Regions from separate parts of the Mus musculus genome. Here region 2 is linked to region 1. Evidence: chromatin contacts called from public promoter capture Hi-C data. All regions are on one chromosome and are shown on one strand. The core of a region is the stretch at or near the end of the contact, and the rest is flanking DNA. Distances in the headings are between cores, read along the strand shown.

Region 1 (2,700 bases), core at 4-2,503:
AGCTAGTCAGATGCAGATATTGGTAGGCAGCCAATGAACAGAATCTGCTGACCCCTGAGGTTGAATTAGGGAAAAGCTGGAAGAAGATGAGGAGGAGGGTGACCCTGTAGGAGGACCAGCAGTTTCAATTAACCTAACCCCCCCGAGATCTCTCAGACACTGGACCACCAGCCAGGCAGCATACACCAGCTGATAGGAGGCCCCCAACACACATACAGCAGGGGACTGCCAGGACTGGTTTCAGTCAGAGATGATGTACCTAACCCACAAGTGACTGGAGTACCCAGGGAGTTTAGAGATCTGGTGGGGTTGGGGTTGGAGGGGACATCCTCATGGAGTCAGGGGAGCAGTGAGGAGGTATGGGATGTAAAATAATAAGAGGGTAGACCAGGAGGGGAATAAAATCTGAAGTGTAAAATAAAAGAATAATTTAAAAAAGAGAGAGAGAAAATAGAGTGGTGGAAGTGGCATAGAGGTGTCAGGGATAAAGACAAGCAGGGCTATGAAGAGCTGAAGCCTGAGATACTGTTGACTGACTTCCAGGTGCATACCGAACAGCTACCAGTCCTTAAGGGCCAAGAATTCTAGCACCTCAGTCAATGAGATATGACACCAGCCACTCTCAAGGTCCCAGAATCACAAAGGCACTTCCTGTTTGTTACTATCTTTCACCTGCTGCTTCCAGAAGTTGATTATAAACTCCCAAATTCTGAGCTGGCAGTTGTGGTTAAATCCCAGAACCATAAATCTCCAATCCAAAACCTCTCTAACTTCTGAAGGGTTTGGTGCTTGTAAATCCTGGATGTGTTAGACTATTTCCTAGGCCTTGAGTACTTTATTGCAATAAAAACTCCGACTCAGCGGTCCATGACTCCTATCTAAGTAGAGCAGAAGAACCTTGGTCAGGGAGTTTTAACACCTTGATCTGGGTACACCATGTATGTGAGTTTTGTGTCTGGTGGCCAGTGTATATATGACTGCTACAAAAGTCAAAAGGTTAGGACTTTCTTATTTAGTGAGATTCAACAGAAAAGAATGTGAGCCTGACTAAGCTGTGATTTTTTTTTCCCATAGTGACCACAGTGTTTAAGGGAAGCTAAGAGGTTTCCCAGGCCAGGGAAATTGAAAGCTATGAACAAAACTGGGAGGAGGCCTGGCTATTTCAGCACTCCTCACCCGAGGGAGACAGCACAGTGAGAGACACCCAGTGCTGCTCAAGAAGTGAAACAACTCTGAGAGTGTCCTAACCACTGGTGTCTTCATTTATACCCCATTTTTCACTTTCTCAGTTACTGAATTATCTGCCTACCTACTCAAACCAAGCAGGCCACTTCTGTTGTTGAAGATCTCAGCACCTGTACATTGCTGCCGAAATTCCAGGGAGGTGAGTCCTGTCTGTTTCTTAAATATATGATCATATCTATCTGTGGAATATAAAGGAACATAGAAAAAAATCAGTATTGGAGTTGGGGGGGGGGCGGTAGCCAGGGCTAGTACCAGCTGCACTCACAGCCTTGAACCTGCTGTAGCTGGTTTCTGATGCTTCACTAGGAAGATGGCAGATGACAGAATAAAGATGCCATCCCTATTCCCATAACTTTTCATGAGTTAGTGTTTAACACTGGTCTTCAACTATCTTCACTAGAGAAGGCATGGGAGCAAGGTGTTTGTGGTGAATGACTGTGTAAAAGACCAGACAGAAATGAGAAAAATGATAACTAAAATAATGTTAAATGAAAACCACACTTCAACATGAATATAGTATCTAGTTTTGTGAATATACAAAACTGAGATTTATACAAAACATGAAAACTCATTATCCTATAGAAGAAAATGTTCCAGTTTTGTGAATAAAGTTATTTAAATAGAGTGTCTTGACATTTTTATGTTTAGCTCTCCTCCTAGCTCCCTTATGTATGAGATGTTAGAGACAATATTTGCCATACTCTGTTCTTCATTCCACTCTGGAGGTGAACTCTAGTGGGCTAAAGTTAAACTTGTTCACTGTTACTATTTTTTTCTCAAATGTTTCAAATTTTTTATCGTGCTTTGCTTAAATTTTCAGTAGTTGAGATATGCATAAATTTGAAACCATAGTCATGATTACTCAGTGTCGTATTTGTTTAAATTTATGTTATTGCTTGTTATTATTATTGTTGTTTGAAAAATAATTTCATTATTGAATCCTGGTTTGCCTGGAAAGTGGTGCATAGCTGAGGCCAGTCTCAAACTTATACTCTCTGCCTCTGCCTCTGCCTCTGCCTCTGCCTCTGCAGCCCTTGAATCATAAACATCCACTACCATGTCCCTGTTAAATGTCTATGATTAATTTTGTATTTTACTACATAGTACTATTTACTGTCATGGGAGTAATGTAGTTATAAAACTAAAATCTGTTATAATTTGGTAATTATATAATTAAAATGGTTTCACTTTTCTTGGTTTGAAATCTTTCACTACTAAGCAGTGAGCCTCCAGGTTTTATGATAATTTCTTGGATGGTCCTTAGCTATATTAATGGAGGATTTTGGTGTCTTTAAATTACTCTTTCAGCATCAAATTTTTCTAATATTTTTGAAATCCATTAAATAGTATTTTGTCAGCAATCCCAAGGTATTCTTTTTTTTCTAAACCACTTTAAAAATTGTCTCATTTTGTGCTTTTGTTTTGTTTTGATCTGTTTTATTTTTATTTTTTTTT
Region 2 (2,700 bases), core at 176-2,675, 500 kb after region 1:
AGAGCTGAATTTTGAGACTGGCCTGGGCTCCATAGTCAGACCCTGCATCGACTACCAAATAACAGCAATAGAGATAAGAAGTCAAAGTGTAACATCACCACTTTGCCACATCACAAATTAAACCATAATTTCTTTCTCTGATGCTGTAATTTGGAATGATCCATACAAAGACTGTCCACAGTGCTTGTCCCAGCTTGGTACCTTTGGCTACCTTGTGGCTATGTTGGGCTTCTGCAGCAGGGATAGGCAAATCCACTGAGACATAAGCAGGAACTGAGCGGAAACAGTAGGATCAACTTCCCCTGGCCTTTCTTTACTACATCAGTTCAAAAGATGAAGAAAGGAAAAGGAAAAACTACATTGGCCAAACAAAAGAAAGATAAAGATGGTATTTTCCAACCTCCATCCACCATGAATAAAGGACTGCAATCAGAATCAATGGTGGAGACACAGCACAGGTCCAGTGGCTTAGCTCTCCCAAGAAAAGCTTCTCTGGCTTTCCTTCCCCTTCTCTCCTTTTTGAGATTAATTAGTATTTTATGTAGTCTAAGAAACTAGTGAAAATGGCACCTAGTCAGCAAATCCATAGTTTCTAGTCATCTACATTGTTTCAGAAATACTTCAAGGTAATGCAATTCCCAATGATGGAAACATGAAAGGATGGCATGTTTTTAAAAGTTCTTAACTAAGGCAATCACCAGTTAAAGAATACTACTTTCCAAAGCCGGGTAAAAGATTTAAACCTAAACTGAGCCTGGTCTACAGAGAGAGTTCCTGGCCAGCCAAGACTACACAGTGAGACTCTGTCTTTAAAAGTAAATAAATTAACAATAGTAGTAGTAGTAGTAGTAGTAGTAGTAGTAGTAGTAGTAGTAGTAGTAACAGAAAAGAGGAAAGCTAAAGCCAAAATCCTTTCTGCTTACGTGAGGTTGGAGTCCTATGTTTCTAACAACATTGGTACTCTGGAAAGTCCAGGGAACTAACAAAGGAGTGAAGTGTTTAAACCAAAAGCAATTTCATCTCAGATTATTTTTTCTTTTTTGAAATTCATTCAAGAGCAGCTAGCAATTGCCAATTTCTCCTGCTGCCATCTGCATCCTGAGCAGGAAAGAAAGAGACCTGGTGACTTAGCTTTGCCTTTTGGGGATTCATCTTTATTTAAAAGAGAGCACATTCCTGGTGACTCCCTTGTGAGTTTGTTGGATACAGAGCTTTTATATTTGGTTCTTGTACCTGTAAGATTTGTAAGAAAAGCAAAACATATCAATGGAGTGTAACTGTCTCTGACTTTCTTATGGTGACTAAAAGGTATACAGGAAAAAACTGTCGAGTTTCAGTCTCTGAGGAAATCGAAAGCGATGCACTCTGCTGGGAGGAGAACTTGCTATTTCTTAGCTCTTCTGCCCACAAAACAACACCCAGCTGAGACATTCAGCAAGCCTCAGTCCATGGAGTGAGTCTAACCTGAGAATTTCTGTAGATTACATTTTCCAGTTCCCAAGAGATTTATTGGTTTATCTTCTTCACACACACACACACACACACACACACACACACACACACACACACACACACCAACTCCTCCCAGTCCCCAACAAACTTTAAGAAGAAGAAGGACAAAAGAGAAGAGGAGGAAGAGGAGTGGAGAAGCCTCTAGTCCTGCCCTGTAGAAGATCTCAGCTTTACATCCTTAGAGAAACATCCAGCAAGGTGAGTTCTACCTGTTTTCTGTAGATATGGTAGATATTGGCTACATCTGTAAAAACAACAAGGACAGTGAAAAGACCTTTGCTGGTTCTTGTGGAGGAGGCAGTGCTGATCTGGTGCCTGCTGCACTCAGCAGTGAGCCCACAGCAGCCGGATTAGGGTCAGTCACTCAAAAAGATGGCAGACATCTTTAGTCCTCCACCACAGAGGAATGAGCTAAGAATAAAACATTTTGCATATTTTAGATTGTTTAATGAACTTTCTAAGTATAAATCTGAATAAGTGGATAATGTGAAGGCTATAATTAGCTCGGATAGGGAGTTCATGGTTATCTGGGATCTGTGGGTGAGTGGGAAAAAGCCAAGATAGTGACATGAAAAATTATTGTGAATAAAAACTGCCTCTGGACATGAAATGAATTTTCTAGTATCCTATCACTAGGAAGTTTCTCAGGATCATAATATATAAACACACAATGGTTTAACCATTTCCCAAACACATTCTGTTTGTTCTCTTCTTCACACCTTTCTAAAGGTGGTATTTCCATTATTGGTAATTTCTACCATCACGAAAGTTGTTTTTGGCCATTTTGTTTTCCTTTTGGTTCTCTAATGGTGAAGTGTAATAGAGTGATGGAAAGTTAATTAGAACACATGTATCTTGCCCATTTATAGAACAGTTTGAAGAATACGTGTACCACAGCAGAGGACTTGGATAGAAGCTCTTAATTGATTTCAAAGTTCTGTGAACATTAGACCAGGCTCGCTAAGTTTATTAATTATTGTAGCTAAACTTTCTAAATCACTGCAAAAGATTTTACTTATTTTTAACAATCAAGAGATGTACTTCTTTTTTATTTATTTTTATTTTTATTTTATTTTATTACATTTCAAATGTTATCCACCTTCCCAGTTTCCCCTCTTCAAACCTACTATCTCATCCCCTCTTCCTCTGCCTCTATGAGGGTACTCCCTCACACACCCATCCACTCCT

What was found. Promoter capture Hi-C pulls out the DNA fragments that hold promoters and counts their contacts.
Region 2: a promoter capture Hi-C map of hematopoietic stem and progenitor cells shows a contact between it and region 1, with 8 times the contacts expected there. The contact joins the promoter of Ifi214 here to the promoter of Ifi205 in region 1. A contact is called at or near these places in 4 of 39 promoter capture datasets (the 3T3-L1 cell line, 3T3-L1-derived adipocytes, the C10 cell line and 1 more) and 1 of 9 other capture datasets (liver).

The regions. Positions count from the first base shown.
Region 1 is chr1:174,030,308-174,033,007 of GRCm38.p6, reverse strand. It overlaps Ifi205 (interferon activated gene 205), which reads left to right and starts at 1,253. Exons shown (of 7, transcript NM_172648.3): 1 at 1,253-1,384.
Region 2 is chr1:173,534,682-173,537,381 of GRCm38.p6, reverse strand. Ifi214 (interferon activated gene 214) reads left to right here and starts at 1,425. Exons shown (of 5, transcript NM_001024721.2): 1 at 1,425-1,710.